Linked DNA regions of Gossypium hirsutum: region 2 is linked to region 1. A link is a contact called in public Hi-C data. All regions are on one chromosome and are shown on one strand. Each heading gives the region's core, a stretch centred on a gene start, on an enhancer-like site or on the middle of the called end of the contact. The rest is flanking DNA. Distances are from core to core; before and after follow the strand shown.

What was found. A called contact is a pair of places that touch in the nucleus more often than the background predicts.
Region 2: a Hi-C map of leaf shows a contact between it and region 1, with 1.7 times the contacts expected there. The contact joins the promoter of LOC107954179 here to the enhancer-like site in region 1. A contact is called at or near these places in 12 of 34 Hi-C or Micro-C datasets (anther, callus, hypocotyl and 2 more).

What each region holds. Positions count from the first base shown.
Region 1 is chrD07:14,962,763-14,966,635 of Gossypium_hirsutum_v2.1, forward strand. No RefSeq gene overlaps it. Among protein-coding and RNA genes, the nearest start is that of TRNAV-UAC, 12 kb to the left of the region's middle. Within about 2 kb of position 2,064, at least 9 of the 9 cell types and tissues checked have an H3K27ac peak or open chromatin away from gene starts, as enhancers often do. A contact at or near this core is called in hypocotyl and leaf, where this site is marked.
Region 2 is chrD07:15,001,076-15,004,948 of Gossypium_hirsutum_v2.1, forward strand. LOC107954179 (pheophorbide a oxygenase, chloroplastic) reads right to left here and starts at 1,747. Exons shown (of 7, transcript XM_016889667.2): 1 at 1,161-1,747; 2 at 679-914; 3 at 435-561; 4 at 33-169. The coding sequence starts at 1,583.

The DNA of each region.
Region 1 (3,873 bases), core at 814-3,313:
TTGCCTTGAAGCTTGCCTATAAACATCAAGAATATGCATCACGGTTATACATTCAAAATTAGTGGCCCGAAAAAATAGAAAATTGTTTTCAGCAAACAGATGCGACACTGTAGGACTCCCACGACAAGCCGAAATACCATGCAAGTCTCCTCTCAGCTTAACTTCACAAAACAAAAAACTCAACCCTTCAGTGCATAAAATAAATAAATAAGGAGACAACAGGTCACACTGAAGAAGACCCTACCAGGAAATATCGGGCCATCCTCTGTCCCATTAAACATGATAGGACAATTAACCAAAGTAATGCACAACGTAACCCAATCAACCCATTGACTAGAAAAACCATTTTAAGCATTACAAATTTAAGAAAGCTCCAATCAACTCAGTCATAAGCTTTACGAATGTCAATCTTAAAGAGCTATTTCACCCACTTGTCCATGCCTCTTAATTTCCATATGATGAATTAACTCAAAAGCAACAAGAATATTATAAGTCTACCAGGAACAAACCCAAATTGCGATGGAAAAATAATAATTGGAAAAATCCGCTTCAACTGGTTCACAAGGACCTTGGCAACAGTCTTACAAAGAACGTTGCATAACGCAATAGGCCTCAAATCTTTTATGCTATCAGGTTGATCCTTCTTAGGAATCATAACAATATTAGTATCATTCAAAGAAGCAAGAAACGTACAAGAATCTAACCAATGACGACATTGCTTAAAAACATCCTGGCAACAATTGCCCAACACTTCTTAAAGAAAGTTGGGTTCATACCATCTGGACCTGAGGATTTATCGGGGATGCATGCTCATAATCGCATCCCAAAATTCATCTATACAAAACAGAGCGGTAAGAGTAGTATTATAACTATAAAAAATAGTAGCCTAAAAAGCGAAAAAAGCATCATAAGTAGAAGCAGTAGAATTTGAAAAGAAAAAAAGCTCTTGGAAATACCTTAAAACAATACCAGACATACCATTAGCATCAAAAGACAATTGATCACTTTCATCTCAAAGCCCATGAATATAATTTGCCCTTCGCCTCTTAGAAGCATGAGCATGAAAGAATCTAGAATTAGCTTCACCATATTTATACAAAAAATTCTTAGAACATTGCTGCCAATAAACCGCTTTCTGTGCCAATAAAGAAATTGAATTTGATTTCCATTGAACAATCTCTGTCGCGTGAGGGCACCTAACACGCCGACGATCAATACAATCCTCCAACTTTATGCGCGAAGTAAAATTAGTACCGGCTTGTCGCCTCCAATCCATTAAATTCAGACCATAAGATTTTGTTTTTGATGCAATGTCCAAAGCCAAATGATCTACCCAACTTACAGTCACCACATCCATAAAACCATATTTAGAAATTCAAGAATCTTCGAAGCGAAAATGACGAGGACAACGCAACAGCTTAGAGGAACTAATCAACATTAGCGAATGCTCCATGACCAAAGCATCCGTCCCGTGCCCTCGTCCCTAAGTGAAGCCAAAACTCGACAAAGCAATTTCAGTCAGTTGACAATCGGTAAGGCGTTCCCAAAAACCATCAAACCAATTCGTCGGATAATCCCCACCGACATACTTATCATCAGGAGACTAAAAATTATTAAAATCTCCCAAGAAGACCTAAGGAAAATATTGATGACTAGCCAAAGATCGCAGCAACTGCCTACTATCACGCTCTCTAGATGCTTCAGGAAAACCATAAAAACCAGTAAGATACCAATGAATATGGTCAGAATTCTCAGTAATTAAATCGATGTGATTTGAAGAATAACCAATAGCTGAAACATTATCAACAGAATTCCATAAAAAAGCAAGACCATCGCTATGTCCAATTCTATCAACATTAAAATAATGATCATACTGCAAAGCCACACGAAGCTCTTCAATTTTATTAGAATGCACTAGCATTTGAGACAAGAAAATTGAAATTGGGCTTATTAGAAAAGACGATCTCTTTTAAAGACAAAACTGCTCTCGGGTTGCCTAAACCCTGAAAATTCCAAGCAATACAATTCATGGTTGCCAACGGGCCTTATTATTGAGACCAGTCAATGATACATTGGTAGAGGGAGAGACACTTGACTGAATATCAGAAACACCCGACCCATCCATTCGAATATTCTTATCAGCCCCAGTAACTGTTTTTTCGTTTCTTCAATGTCTAAACAGCAGATTCTTTAAGGCCCTTTTCATCACCACCAAAAGAATGGCCCGTAATAGCATCAAAATGAGCAGCAGCCAGCCCATCATTGACCAAGTTAGAAGCACTCCTTGCAGTAAAAGCAGCAGATTTTGCACCATTAATAGAGGGATCAATAGTCGGATTTTTTGGGAAAGAAATGCACCTATTTTACAATTTCCCCAAAATTTCAGCTCCCCTACGTGAAATTCGGTCCAAAATTATGGAAAGAATTTGACCAATTGTCCCGTCGCCATTGAGCTGAAGAATTCCTGTTTTGCTGGCGGACCTCTGCTCTTATTTCCTCCGGCCACTCTCACACCGCTTGCCCCTTTAGATAGTCCAAAAGACGATGACAACTTGTTTCACTATGCCCAACTCGACCACACAAATAACAAGCCACCGGGATTCTTTCATAAATAAACGCAACCTCAAAAAATTCATCACCTTGCTTCCTGATTTTCTTTTTCCTCATCAACGGTTCTTGAATATCAAGGCGAACCCAAATTCGCATAAAATTACGATGACCATTAGCATCATATTCGAGGAATTCAGCCATAACATTTCCCAGACTTTTCGCCAAACTCTCTGAAGCAAAACCCGTGGGCAGGTTGTGAACCTGGACCCAAAAATCAACACTAAAAAACTCAACTTTCTTTGGATCTTCCCCTTTTTCAAGCTTATGAATGAACAAATTACAGTTGTTAAACGACCAGGGACCTCTAGATATCATTTTATCATTGATCTATTTTATGCTGGCTCCTTGAATGGGTCTCCAAATCGACAACAGTGTTCACTCCATAGCCACGAAGTGGATACCTCGCTCCCCACAATAACCAAATCATAATCAATATCATCCACTTGAAACTCATCCGCCCCTATTTCCAACTCCGCATCCACCTTCTCTTGTATGGATAAACGTTTAAATTCAGGATCCATATTCACTCGCACCACACAGCAAATCAAAATCACTAAACAAAATAAATGGACAGGCATGAAAGTATCTTGCACAATCGGCAGAAAAACCATGCACAAACGCAGGACTAACTTGTAGCAAAGGAAGAGAGAAAACGAGGGCAAGACCTTTTTTATTTAAAAAAGATATTTTCATCTTAATCTATCGTAATTTGTAGTTAATATGTGAAAGTTTCGCATTAGGACATATAAGAAAATTTTCCTGACAGATTTGAAAAACAAATTATAAAACTGCTTCCATTCTATATATACTAAATTATGACACTGTGAAAATTTTTTTAAATAATATATTTATAAAAATATATGGGCAACTAGAAAAGTTGAAGCTTATGTTAACGGGTGAACAATTTTATTTGAAGAAAATTTTGAATTTCGAGTTAATCGAATTGAGTTATTCGAGTTAACTCGAATAAGTAATTCAAGTTTTGAATTCGAGTGGAGTTGAATTTTACAATTCGAATAATAAATTAGCGTAAATACCTGCTTTGTTTCTTTCAATTTTGAAAATAAACAAATTGGTGTCTCAACCAAAATTTAAAAAATTAAAATAATTTTTAAAATTCAAAATATTTATAAGAAAAATTCTATTTTTTTTTAATTCTAAAAATATATAAAGAAAGTTAAATTTTTAAAAATTTTCTAAAATAATAATTTTGAGACCTAAATAAGTTAATTAATGATTCAAGTTCATCGTACTAAATCTTAT
Region 2 (3,873 bases), core at 497-2,996, 38 kb after region 1:
TTTTAAATTTTAAACAAGGATGACAGACTTACTTATTTATATAATAACATGGTGCTATAAACTTAGAACTGATCTTGGGATTATCATCATTTGATCCACCAAAGCCCCAAGGACCACTAGAATCCACCTTAAACGGAAGAGGTTTAGCTCGGTCTCTCCTCCCTGTAACCTATGTTGACAAAGCACAAGATTTATCAGCAATAAAATGAATTATATTTTGATGCTTGTATTTATTTCGAAAACTAAGAGTAGGGACTGAAACAGCATTGTTAAAGCCCTATTGAAAACTTAAAATTTATAAGGAAGGTTCATCTTAAAAGTTGCTTGACTTGAAAAGTAATGGATTCTTCAAGCGATCAGTATACCATGATGGATCTTTGGATATCATCTAAACCATGTATGTAAACTAAATATAATAAAGCTTGTAAAAGTACCTTGTGATGAGCAAAATCAATATGGGAAGGATCAGAGACATTCTCCATGAGGGTATCATAACCATAGAACAGATCACGCTGAATATTAACGGTTGCAAACTCGGGTTTTTTAAAGTCATCAGGTAACCTAAAAACCATAGCAATGATGTTTCGTCAAGATATATTATACTATATCATCTGGTTTAGTACTTAACCTAGTAGTTTGAACAACAAACATATACTAAAATTAGATGCAGTGAATTACATTGGGGGCTTGGTGGCACTAGCTCTTTCCTGCCCGTTCTCGTCCGGCCAAACGAAAAGCAAACCTTGAGACACCATTGTAGGAAACACAGTAGCACAGGCTCTTGGAGACTGAACAGCACGAGCTTCAGGACCTTGAGATGCAGCCTGAGGAATCCTAGTGCATGATCCACATCCATCAAAAGACCATCCATGATATGAACATTGCAAGTGCCCATTTTCATCTAGTCGCCCTTCCTACAAAGTTGCAAAGATACCAATCAAAACCCAGAACCCAGTAACCCAATTTTTTTTTCATTTGGTAGCAGATACAAATAGCCAAATTTAAGGGGCAACCAAGGAAATTTGAACTTTAGCTTATGCACTGAACAGAGTGACATGTTTAATGAAGGTTCAATAGGGCAAACAAAAAAGTGTAAATGCTGCAAAATATATTCACTAGAGCTTACAGGGTTTAAGAATAGAGAGAAAGAAGGCACATACAGATAAAGGAGCAAGCCTATGGGGACACTTATCATCAAAAGCAACCCATTGATTCTTTGATTTATCAAACCAAAGCACTAAATCACGACCCAGAAGCTGAAATGGGGTTGGTAAAGTTGGGTCCAAATCTTCAACCAAAGAAACCGGGTACCAATGATCTTTCCACGAGAACTTAGCATCTGAACTCTCTTCACTAAACTCATCGCTAACTCTATACTCTTCGTCTTGTTTCTGATCCGGTGAGGGTGCTACAGCTGATGATGGAGCTGCCACGTGGGGAGGTTTAAGCCTTGTGATTCTTCTTGGAGCGAGGTTGTTCTTGGTTGGAGATATAAAAGCCTGGGGTTTGCTTGTTTGTGAGGACGCAATAAAAGAAGAGGCTATACGAGTAGTAGAAACAGTGGTAGCTAGAAACACCGCCATTTTTTAATTATCTATGCTGATCTTTTTTCTCTACATACAAAATTATTTAATTTCCTTTTGATTCTCTTTAAAGAAAGAAAAAGAAGGAGGAGAAACACTTGCGTGCAAGTTTTCTATTTCTAATAGACAGCGAAAGAAAGGCCTAAAACTATCCAACTCGCTCGTCCCCGGAAAATGTATCCTCCGTCTATTGCCTATTACCCAATTCTCATCCGACCACTAAAATAATGACACGTAATAGACTTTTTTAGATGACGCGGTGGGATTCATACCGACCACACAACTATGTTTGTGTACAGTAAAATATTCACCCCTCTTAATATATTTTCACCTAACCACACATTTTTATCTTCTTAACCAAATTGATATTTTTAGTTAATCAATTTAATGAGTTAGTTCTTAATAATTTCTATAATTATTTTAAGAAAAACTAGGTGGAGAACTTGGACAACCATTCCTTTACATTGTAGTTTATCATATTTTGTTTTATTTCATGTTTTACATAAAATTTTAAGTTTAATGATAATTATTTAATGTTGATTGAGCTTTAGCTTTATTGGCATCATTGTTATTATGGAAACGACGAGGATGTTGATTCAAATATTGATGTGTCGCAAAACTAACTAAAAATTTGACTAAGGCAAGTAAAAATATTGTTCCCACAAAGACTAAAAGTACTATTAAGTACTATCTTTCTATTATTTAACCGAATAATTTTAGTGATTGATTAAAACTAAAATTAATTAACACAATAAAAACAAATCATGAAAGTAATCGATTAACAACCAATAAGCAAAACAATAAACAGGAAAGAGTTCACCTAGATTTTATTTGTCACTATCAATTTAAATTACGCAATTTCTTTAATTAGTATATTGATCTGTAAAAATCTCTAAATTATACTAATATCTCTTTTGAGCATAAGAACAACTGATTCTAGTTTGATTAATTAAAATTTATTCCTAATTAAAACTCCTATTATCGTATTAACTCTTATTACGGATTCCCCTATTAGATTTGACTCTAATCTGGTAGATTTATGTTACCCTATTTCTAGGATTGCATGCAACTCCACTCAACTCCACTCAATTACACAAGATATACTCTTAAACAAGTTTTATTCAACCACCGATTTAAGCACATTAAATATGGATCAATAACCTAAAAATATCAAACCAAGAATTAAACACACATAATTGAGAACAAGAAACTAAGTATTTATTACGTAAAATCAAAATCAAACGACTGAGTCCATCATAGGGTTCTTCTCCCCTAGGAATTTAGAAAATTAGTTCATGCTTGAAAATAAAAACATCCAAAATACAATATAATCGAAAAAAACTAAGAAACTCATGATGGCTTCTTAAGAAATCAATTGGAAATCTTCAATCTTGACGGAAATCTCTTCAAAGTCGGCTTCAATAGTATTTTTCGAGTTGTTTTTTTAAATATTCTATGACGACTCCCTTCTATCTTCTTATTTTTGTCATATGCTCGAAAAACCTAAAAATCGTGATTTTCCGTTGTTCGGTGCTTAATTTTACGAAATTGACATAGCTGTGTGGAATAGTCCAACCTGTGTGGCTCCTGTAACTTTCTCTGACGCTATGATTTTTGCTTCTTTTGCTCCCAAGTGCTCTGTTAAGCATCAAAACATGAATATAAAGGATTAGGAGCATAAAATCCACAATTAACGTCGGATAATCACCCAAGCAGCATTAAGAATGAGGTTAAAACATGTTACTTTTAGCACTTATCAAATATGCTTAAGCGTCTTTTTTCTTTGATTTAAGGATCATTGAAGGAATATGGATACAAGTATACATTGTGTAAGAAAATAATTATTTAATAAAATTAAACTTAAATTTATTTATAAACTAGTTAAATTCTGAGATGGAAAAACTAGTATAATATAATATGAGAAGTTACTAGGAATTGTTGTACCCTTACTTCAACGGGGCACGTGGCAACGTGAAAACCAACCAGAGAGACTCGTGAGCAACCCTTCGCCTTGTACTGTCTAAATGGTCACTTAATGACCGACTATTCCCCATGGAAGGAACCATCCATTTTTGACCACTCGATCAAGTCCTCTATTAAGTCATTCCTTATTAACGGATGCACTCTCTAGGTGATCACCCAAAAATCATCACCTCTCTTAAAAATACCCCCAAAGCACAATATAGAAAAGGGGTTTCTCTCCTTTCCTTCCAACAAAGCCTAAAAAGCCAAGCCATAATCCTCTCCCCTCAAGCCTCTCTTTCACTCTTCTCTCGACACCGACATGGGT